3 separate regions of the Mus musculus genome follow, and all the other regions are linked to region 2. Evidence: chromatin contacts called from public promoter capture Hi-C data. All regions are on one chromosome and are shown on one strand. Each heading gives the region's core, a stretch centred on a gene start, on an enhancer-like site or on the middle of the called end of the contact. The rest is flanking DNA. Distances are from core to core; before and after follow the strand shown. Region 1 holds the start of Calcoco1 (calcium binding and coiled coil domain 1). Region 2 holds the start of Hoxc4 (homeobox C4). Region 3 holds the start of Cistr (chondrogenesis associated transcript).

Evidence for each region. Promoter capture Hi-C pulls out the DNA fragments that hold promoters and counts their contacts. Capture Hi-C pulls out chosen DNA fragments and counts their contacts.
Region 1: a contact with region 2 is called in a promoter capture Hi-C map of pancreatic islet. The contact joins the promoter of Calcoco1 here to the promoter of Hoxc4 in region 2. A contact is called at or near these places in 2 of 39 promoter capture datasets (cranial neural crest and embryonic stem cells), 1 of 115 datasets of contacts at active chromatin or transcription factors (embryonic midbrain) and 2 of 9 other capture datasets (embryonic stem cells and pancreatic islet).
Region 3: a promoter capture Hi-C map of embryonic stem cells shows a contact between it and region 2, with 21 read pairs. The contact joins the promoter of Cistr here to the promoter of Hoxc4 in region 2. A contact is called at or near these places in 1 of 39 promoter capture datasets (embryonic stem cells), 1 of 484 Hi-C or Micro-C datasets (embryonic stem cells), 6 of 115 datasets of contacts at active chromatin or transcription factors (craniofacial prominence, embryonic forebrain, embryonic hindbrain and 2 more) and 1 of 9 other capture datasets (adipose tissue).

Annotation. Positions count from the first base shown.
Region 1 is chr15:102,720,925-102,724,170 of GRCm38.p6, reverse strand. It overlaps Calcoco1 (calcium binding and coiled coil domain 1), which reads left to right and starts at 1,993. Exons shown (of 15, transcript NM_026192.3): 1 at 1,993-2,124.
Region 2 is chr15:103,032,906-103,036,245 of GRCm38.p6, reverse strand. Hoxc4 (homeobox C4) reads right to left here and starts at 1,851. Exons shown (of 2, transcript NM_013553.2): 1 at 1,085-1,851; 2 at 1-609. The coding sequence starts at 1,523. The coding sequence ends at 254. All of the region lies in intron 2 of Gm30528 (a long non-coding RNA gene), which reads left to right.
Region 3 is chr15:102,745,238-102,748,658 of GRCm38.p6, reverse strand. It overlaps Cistr (chondrogenesis associated transcript), which reads left to right and starts at 1,750. Exons shown (of 1, transcript NR_104334.1): 1 at 1,750-2,218. It also overlaps a transcript of Gm36560 not described here.

The DNA of each region.
Region 1 (3,246 bases), core at 744-3,243, 310 kb after region 2:
ACCCACCCCACCCCCCCAAAAAAACCTGCTGAGCCATCTCTCCAGCCCCCACCCCATCCCCATCTTGACAAACTAACCCAATCAAATATATCCTTCAGTATCTGTATTTACCCTTTTAGTGAGACATATGGAACATCCGGCATAACACTAACACATACTTGTTGAATGATGGGGCTTCCCGTTGCCACGTGCCTTCACTGAGCACATAAGAGCTCAGTGAATATTTATCCCCTGACTAACACTGCTTCTTACAACAACAGAATTTAAAGCCACATTAATACAGTGCTGACTACTGGAACTTGAACCCTGATTCTGCCACTTAGCTGGATTAACCTCACGAATTACTCAGCTGTCTGAGTGTTGCTCTCATTACACGTAAAATGGGGATGATAATAGGGCATACGTTATGGCTGTTTAAAAACGCTGTAAGCATCCCAAACATGGAAGTTGTTATTACCTTAGCTCTATTTGAGACTGAGATTTTTACAAGCTTTCATTCTGAATGCAGACAAAATAAACATTTGAGACTTGAGTCTTTGGACAGGCTTCACTCGTAGCTAACCCAGGACCTTGAACTATCTCCCCATCCAGCAGCTTGTGCCCTAACTCATAAATCCTGACTAATGACACAGACATGTCATCTTAATGTTTGTGCAGCCCAGTGACTTAATGCTTGGAGATCTTCAAATGAAAGGCACCCAAGGACAGCATCAAATACCCTATTCAATCTTAAAAGGAAAAAAAAAAAAAAAACTACCAAAAAAAAAAAAAAAGTAAAAGAAGAGGCGCCGCCAGAACCTACTGCCACAGATAATTAGAATGGACCCAACCAGGAGAGGACAGCTGTCTTTCCGGCATAACTATTTATTTGTGAGACAGGGTCTCCTGTGTAGCCTGAGTCAGAATCGAAATCTCCAGGATCTCCCTGCCTCTGCCTCTTCAATTGCTAGGGTTATAGGTGTGTAGCATTACATCTCACTTAATCCTTTAATATTGAGAAAGGGGGGGGGGGTTGAACTCTTCCAGGGTTGGAGGCCACCCACAACGATGAGGACGGTTCAAGTCCTTAAGTGACTGCGGTGTGGGAACAGTGTGACTCTTTCGCCTATCAAAACAAAACAAAACAAACAAACAAACAAAAAACAACCCTATAGCAACAATTGTATTGTTGCTCTAATTAATTTAAGCCAGTTAAAAGGCTTGGGCAAACAAGCCTCTCTAAGTAGCTTGTTGTGAGCTGTGGCAGTCCTGCCAAGCTCTCTCTTCAACCGCATGCTTTTCATTCCACAGCCTAGCCACCATTTCAAGCTATGTCCCCTAATCCTAGCCCCAGAAGCCACTCCAGGGGGAGCACGTGCAGGTGTGGTATGTGTGTGTGTGTGTGTGTGTGTGTGTGTGTGTGTGTGTGTGTGTTATCGGACCCCTTGGCATGGAAATCTTCTCAAGCTGGAACCAAACAGTAAGCTTTGAGACTTTTACAAGCTCTGTCAACCCTGAAGTCAGAACAAGCTAAAAATAAATAACCACTACCACCCCTGTGAGTTTCCCCACCCACAACATGGTGGCTGTAGCTCGTAGCTTGGGAGAGGCCTGGCAGAGTTCTACAGTTTCATAGCCCTGACCCTAGAGGATTCCTTAGACAAGTTTTTTCTTTTGTAAGTAGATATAACACTACAGCCTATCTTGTAAAAGCGAACAAGAAGGCTGTGCTGGAAGCGTTCCGCCCCACCGAAAAGAGCTGTGCAGAACGCGTTAAAGCCGTCAACTCTCCCACTAAGCATGCTACGAACCAGCAGCCTCCACTAGATCAGCCTGCCCTTTCTTAAGGAATCATGGGCCGTGAAGTCCTTTGGAAGACACACCCTCCTGAACTGCCTCGGGAGTAAGAACTACATCTCCCGGGATGCCACGCTGAGTCCATCACCGCCCCGCCCTCTTCCCCGCCCCTCGCGCGCAGCCTCCTGGGACATGTAGTTCCACAGGTAGAAAAGTAGACAGTGTCGAGTCATAGAAGAACCACAAGCCCCAGAAGCTCTCGCGTCACTCTTCCCCTCCCCTCCTATAGTCGGAGTGCTGTTTTTGTTGTTGGTGAAAGGTGAGGGGAACAGCTGATCCGTCCGTGGGGTAAGAAACTTGGCCTAACTGAGGGTGGGCTTACGCGGGGGTGGTCAGCCCGCTTCTCAGCCTGCGAAAGGCTAATCCGAGAGAACTGTAGAAGAGGACGGTAGGAGCGTTTAGGTTTTAATACTTTACGCACTAAGGAAGCCTCCCCCACGTTTCGGTTTTGTTGGTTTCAAGGGGGGCCTTGAGGAGTAGCCCGCATTGTCCTCACTTTCTTGCGGGGCCTCCTCAGTAAAGCTCGATCCGATTATGGAAGCTTGAAGGGACTGAAATATTTGCTTAATCTTTTCCAGGCAAGTCTTTGCCCTCACAGACCTTCTCTCTCTTACCCAAATCCAAAGATCCAAAGGCCTTTACTACGCTGAATCCCTGAGGGGAAAACTTCCAACTTGTGGAACGCCAAAACGCTGAGAGCCCTACAGTGGAGAGGGGACACACACACACACGCACACACAGAGAGGGAGAGAGAGAGAGAATGCATTTGAACATCAGCATCTGACCACATACACTTTCAGTTCTGAAGAATATCTGCAGCTGTTACAGATTGTCTTTGTGGGAAAGGAGGGGTTTGGGGTTCTCAACGGGTAGAACTTTAGAGACAGATCTCACTCTAACCTAAGAAGACTTATATTGAAGAAAACACGGAGTAGCTGTAATGAGAGATTTTTCATAGATGAAAAAAAAAAAGCCGACAAAGAAACTGTTTCCTATTGCATTGCTGGCCCACCTTTCCTTCTCCATGGAGTGTTTAATTTCTTTTAAAGTTCCTCCCCCACTGTCTCAGCCTGGTGTGGGTTTGTGATGTTTGGGGGTGTGCATATGACTAGTGGTGATGTCTGATTGGACACATCAGCTGCACCTGACACAGGAAGCAGATGTGTGGGCTAGAGAAAAGGGCTGCCTCCCCGCTCTGGACTGAGGTGTATTTTTTTTTTAAGTTAATATACAGTGAGTTTCATTTCAAACATGTACACCATCCATACTTTGTTCTTATTCATCTCTGAGTACTACTCTGTTTTAACTTTTTTTTTTTTACTTCTGTGTGTGTGTGTCTGTCTGTCTGTGTCTGTGTGAAGATAGGTGTACAGAAGTCTGAGCACAGCTTGGGGATATCAGTTCTCTTCT
Region 2 (3,340 bases), core at 602-3,101:
AACAAAAACCCAGCAGGTACCATGCTAAGACAACACCACATGCTTAAAGGGGTCTTTAACAGCAAGGGAAAAGGGCAAGGGGCTTGTTTGTTTATCTGTTTTGTCTGTTTGGAACTGACAAGGGAGGAGGCAAGAGGAAGAGAGAGAAAAGAACCAAAATATATATATATATATTAAATTCTATAAATAAGAGTCAATTTGTGTGTGAGGGGGGCACGGAGCACAGGGTGGGGGCAGGGGTGTAAGTTATGTCTTATAACCTGGTGATGTCCTCTGCCCGTTGCTGCTCCGGCGGCGTGGCGCTCTGGGAGTGGTCTTCAGAAGTGCCGGGGGTGGCTGCCGAGAGGGTGCTGGGCGCAGCGCCGGCCGGGGGCGCTGACCTCACTTTGGTGTTGGGGAGTCGGTGGTCCTTCTTCCATTTCATACGACGGTTTTGGAACCAGATTTTGATCTGCCTCTCAGAGAGGCACAGCGAGTGGGCGATCTCGATCCTTCTCCTTCGGGTCAGGTAGCGGTTGTAATGAAACTCTTTCTCTAATTCCAGGACCTGCTGCCGGGTGTAGGCTGTCCTCGAGCGCTTGGGCTCCCCTCCGTTATAATTGGGGTTCACTGGGGAAGGGGGAGGGGAAGCAAATAGTGGGGTTCAGAGGCAGCAGGCTCCCTGCCCCCACCCTCACCCCATCCTCAGCTTTGAGGAACAGGAGGGAGTGGTGGAAATAAAGTCATCAAGCTAAATGGGTTATAAAGAAGTTGAAGGAAGCTAGAGACTTTGTAGTGTAATAAGAGGGGAATCCTCATTGTAACGACACTGAATTATTTATGCGCCCTTAGAAAGCAAGCATAGTTTTCACACATACATAACAGATCGTAGCACATGGCTCGGACTGCCCAGAGTAGCTAAGCCATAAAATTTATGGGGGATGTAATTACCCATTCTCGCTCGTAAATCCAGTTCAATTGTGCTAACCCAGAGTCGCTCCTGGAGAGAGAGGGGGAAGGAGAGAAAGGAGGACGGGGCCAGAGGGGGCCAGGGAGGGTGGGGAGCGCCGGGAAAGGGAGGGGGGCAAAAAGCAAAGTTGCCTACCCGTGCTAACGTGAATTTTTTTCATCCAAGGGTAGACTATGGGTTGCTTGCTGGCGGCGCTGGAGGGATGGTCAGGGGCTGGCTGGCTGCAGGCTGGCGGGGCTGGGGACGGGGAGGCAGAGGTGCCTGAGAGAGGCGCCGGCTCGCAGAGCGGCTGCGATTTCTCAGGGTGGTGGTGGCCCGCCTGGGCCGGCCCGTGGGCTCGCGAATTGCCAGGCCCCTGGAGACTGGTGCAGCTATACTGACGCTCAGGGTAGCTAGGGCGCGGAGGCGGTGGTGGGTACAGCTCCTGGTGGTGATGCTGGAATCCCGATTCCCTGGTCCGGCCGTAATATTCCGGACTGTGTTCAGGGATGTAGCTATTTTGCGAATATTCTTCGCATGGAGGAAATTTCGGATCGATGTAGTTAGAGTCCATCAAATACGAGCTCATGATCATTAATTTCTGGAGTGGAAAATAATTTTTCTCGCTTTGTCGTTTTTCTGCTCCATAAAGCCCTCCTACTAGCTAGCGACCCTGTAAAGTTACTTTCACCATGTGACTCCGCCGGCCAATCACACCGAGCAACCCAGTCCCCGGATAAGGAACCGAATCGCTTTATTCAAAATGTATCCAATTTTTTGTGTATGTGGTGGTGGTGCTGCTGCTGCTGGGGGTGGGGGTGGGGGATGGCTGGCAGAAGCTGGGGTGCTCACCATTGCACACCCCACCAGACTGACAATCCTTCCTTGCTAAAGATGGGTGGCTCCCAGCTCGACTCCAATGTTTGGGCACTGGGGGCTGTCGGGAGGCTGTGATCTAGCCCCCGCCCAGAGTCTCCTCTCCGGCCTCCAGTGGGCCCCGTGGGCCTCAGCTCCAGTGCCTTTCCAGTGGTCTCCATTATGGCAATCGTGTTGCAGTCTGTGTAGGTCACAGGGCAGCGCCCCTCTTTCGCAGGAAGAGGAAGTTCAATGAGGGCTTCAGTGCAGGTTGGATGGGGAGGGGCCGAGGTTGAGCTTAGAAGGCTGGAGAGCCTGAACTGCCCTACCCCATTCACGGATCCTCAAGTCCATTTCCCCTATCCCATACACACTCACCCAACCCTCTTGGCCAAGGGGCCTTGGAGACAGGGTCCCAGCAGTACTAGGCAGGTTGAGGCAGCGGGATACAAATGATCCTGATGTCATTTCTGGAAGTCTAGGGCTTGAGCCCCCTCTGAAGAAAGACAGGAAGTGGTTGGCAAAAGCAGATTTCAGAAATCTTGACACCCCTGCTACCCACTGTCCTTCCCGGCCCAGGCCCCAGAGCCCAGAGCCCAGAGCAGAGATCTACTACTGATGACTCTTGTGTGACTCCTGCTCCCTGGCCTTCTGACTTCTCACAGCACCTGCCAGAATGGTGAAAGAGAGAGAGAGAGAGAGAGAGAGAGAGAGAGAGAGAGAGAGAGAGAGAGAAAGGAGAAGGAGAAAGAAGGAGGAGAAAGAAGGAGGAGGAGGAAGGAGGAGGAGGAGGAAGGAGGAGGAGGAGGAAGGAGAAGGAAGAAGAAGAAGAAGAAGAAGAAGAAGAAGAAGAAGAAGAAGAAGAAGAAGAAGAAGAAGAAGAAGAAGAAGAAGAAAAGATGAGACATTTGCCAGGAGTCAGTGCCCTGACCCAAGGCCCTGAGAGTTTTTCCTCCATGTCTTACCCTCAAGGGAAGCCTGTGTGGGCAGAGCCTGCTTGCTTCCAATCTGAGACTATATCCGTGTAACACGTGTGTTTACATGTAAACACATATTCCCAAGGGCCAGCTCCAGGCTGCCTTCCAAAAAGAAGAGGTGAGGTAACTACTCTTTGGAGGCAGGGCAGGGGTCTCTGGCCTATTCTTGCCCTGCTCCCTCCCTCTGTCACCCACACACACAGAATATCCTCACGGGAGGTGGCAGAGTCAGGGAAGAGAGATGGGGCAAGGAAGGACTATTTTTCCAGCCACTGGTTCCTTAGCTAAGGGTGGCCTCCTCGTCATCGGACTCCAATTAAGTGATCTTCTATAACTCAGAGTTGGGGGGGGGGGCAGCAGAGGGGAAAGCCCAGGGTGGGAGCCAGGTCTCCTTGTTGTACTTGATAACAATTATAGTTTAAAATCATAGCTTGCCGGGGCTCGGCTATATTTTACTTGATAACAATAAAAGTGACACATAAAGTTAACTGTTTATGTTTTATTTATTAGACTAAATCTGCCAGCGGTGGTAGGAGCGCTTGCCTCCTCGCTACAGCTTTTATAGGGCTGTAAAACGTCA
Region 3 (3,421 bases), core at 501-3,000, 290 kb after region 2:
TCCCCTCAGGAACCACAGTGGGTGGTACACAGAGAGAGGTACCTGTGCGCTCAGATCCTGCCTCTTAGGAATGAAAAGGCACCAGGGTAAAGGACCACATTCGGAAAGAGAATTTAGGGCCCATCTTAGCCCTGCAATGTTTAAATGGCAGGGAGACAGCTAGTCAAAGAGAAATATCTCCAGTTCAAAGCTGCATGGAAGGCTTGAGGTTCTGAGATTCTAGGAAATAGGTCCCTATCGGGGAGTAAAAATCTTAGCAACCCACTGCAGCCTCCAAGAGTGCGTAGCCCCACTACTTCAGGCTAGGCATACTAGATTGGGTCCTGTCCTGTGGTATCTGGGGTTTTTGTTTTGTTTTGTTTTGTTTTATTATTGTTGTTTGGTTTGGTTTTTTGTTTTGTTTTGTTTTGTTTTGAGACAGGGTCTTACTATGTAGCTTTGGCTAGCCTGTGTGTAACTCCCTGCCCTAGAAACCATAGAGTGTTGCGTGCCTCTGCCTCCGGAGTCCTGGGATTAAAAGTATGTGCCACAGTACCTCTCGTTGGCCTCTGGGTTTTAATTTGCTCAGTCCTGTGTACTGATCTGCGTTGTGTCCTTTGTTCTGTGAGTCCGTCCAATCGGAGCTTTGGTGCAGGTGTTCAGTTGCTCATGTGAAATTCCCTTGAGGCCTATTACATCTGAGTTTACCAGTCCTTTGCTCAGAATTTTAGGTTACAGAGACAGGAGCAGACTGAGGAGGAACACGGAGACTAAAGAGGGCTAATATTGATTGAGTGAATACTAGGTGCCAAGGTCGCTACCTTCATCATCCCCCGCGCTATTTCTCACAACTGTCTCACAAAGCACTAAAATTACTTCCCACCCTTCACAGGGTATCAAGGCCAGGTAAGAGGCCACACGTGAGGGACAAGGCAAGACCTAAGGTCATCAATAGCCAGCCTGAGGAATCTTGGCTAAGACTTACGCGCCTGCAAAATATGCTTGCAGTTTAGCTAAAAGGTGGGGAAGAGAAAGAAAGCTAAACCACTCGGTCGGTTCTTAAGTCCAGAACAGCCTTGTTAATGGCTAAGGACAAAGCCGCACCTAAACCTTCGGGTCTAAGTGCCTTGGGAGGAACCCTGGCAGGAGACGAGGGCGGGAGGGAGGCTGGCAGGCTGCTACATCAGCGGGCAGAGAAATGGCGAATACCCGGAGCGAGACCGAGGCATCAGGCCACAGGGCCCACTAAGGGCGGATGACTGCGTCCAACAGTCCTCGTCGATGTATGAAAAGGGACCCGCGGGGAAGAGAGATCCTGTAGAGAAGATGGGGAGACTGCGGCAGACAGGGTGTGGGTTCGAGGCAAGGGGAGGGCGAGAGCAGAACCCCTCCTCTGAGCTGTGGGACGAGGCCCGCGCGCAGAGGAGGGCAGACCCTAAAGAGCAGGCGGGTGCGGGCGGAGACCTTCAGCTCAAGGACACCGAGCCAGGCGGGGTGGAGTGAGCAGCGGCCCTGAGAAGCCGACAAGCGCCCAGCGCTCAGCTCCAGGGCAGAGTGTCTCGGCCGCCCCCGCGCGCCCTCCCAGCCCGGGCCGCGCGCGCCCGGCGCTGGCATGAAATTGGCTGCAGCCGTAATGAGTCCGCGCGGCGCGGAGGAGGCTGAGGGCCCGCCAGGGAGCCCTGTGCGCCTCGTTTAGCTTGTTTATTGTTCAGGCCTAATTAAAACGTTCCACCGCTCTGCGTTTACATCCGCCCCCCGCTAATGAATTCGCGGCCGCCGGGCGATTTCGGAAACTGCCGCGGGCCGGAAGGGGGTGGGTAGGAGGCGGCCGAGCTGGGGAGGGAGCGAGGGTGAGGACGCCCCCGCACGCATCTCTTCCACCACCCCAGGAGGCTGCAGACGTCCCGCGATTGGCTCCGAAGTCGATGTCTGCTTCCCCAGCCGCAGCGCCCCAAACTGGGACAGGCATTTGGAGGCGATGGAGATCTGGTCATAGCCAGGGGAAGGAAAGCCAGGAGCCAGAGTAGGACCGGTGCGCCCAAGGCCCTGATGCTAGTGAAGGCCTACGCGCATGAGCGCACCTGCCCCGGGAAGCGCGTCCACGCAGCATCTGTGCGCGCTATTGTCATGTCGGTCTCCCTCTGGCTATTTCTCCCCAGCAGTGATAGTCTGAGCCGGGCTTGCAATACTTCTGGTCTTCCTAGCTGTAACTGTTTGCCAGTTTTGCTGTCTGCCTCCTTGTCACGACCTCAGAGAGGGCAGATGGAGCCAGTGGAGAGAGAGAGAAAGAAGGCTCCATTCCAGCCCCGCTGCTCCTGCAGACACCAGCACGCACACTCAGGCACACATCGCCTGTGAATTCACTTCTCACGATGCCTTCCGCCGCATGTAGCCAAATGAAATACTCAGAAAGCAATGGAAATATTACTCACACACGACCACGTGGAAATACACAAATGAACAAACACGCTCAGACATAGCTGAATGCCAGTCGCACACAGATGGAAAGACAGGAGCCTGGGGCATAAAGCCACATGGCACAAAGCTACTTGGATATGTATGCCCCTACACACACACACACACACACACACACACAACTGCACACCTATCCAGAAAATTGTGCACAAGTGCCATCTAACACATGTCAGTGTGCCTTCCAGAAGGCCCCAGTTCCTCTTAGAAATGGGATCACCCAGCCTGCCTCTTGAACCTGCCTCCATTCTATCTATTCCAGTTCTTTGTACCCAGCCAAAAAGAAAAAAAGCTGTTCGCTGCGCTCACAATTTGTCCACCCTCCTCAGAATGGCCATAGAGAAGTACTTGTCATTCTGTTTCATGCACTATTGGGTTTCTTCTTCCACACCCCACTCCTAACTCTGCTCTTCCAGACAGCTTTCTCACATGAACTCGCTAGCTCTCCTTATACATTTACCCTAGTCATTTACCATTTTCAGTCTGATATATCTAGGGGATCACCAAGTTACTTGCACTTGAGTGTGCTCTACACCAACATGGACGGGGTTATGAGCCACCCTTGGTGGGGATGGATAATCAGGACAGGGCAGTTCTTGACTATCTGATGCCACACTGGGGTGTGAGCGCTCTATGTTTAACAGGCAGAAGACTGGAATCTCCAGCGGCAGCTGCAAGGTCTCCTGTCACATCCGACAAGGTTCTTCAAAATGGCTTTTCAGAGCTATGTGGAAGGAGGGGGCACATGCACACACATACACACACATGGTGTCTTTCCACATTCACCTTGTACTTAACTGGAAATATTATTCCCTGGCTGGGCCTTCACCTTATTCTCCAGCCGTGGTTCCTAACAACACTTGACTGTTTTCAGAATTTAGATCCACCCCTAAAGGATACAAATTTGCCTCTGGTGAGAGACTGCTCAGAGCTACACTGCAGGCTTTAAGGCGATCCCCAAAGAGGAATT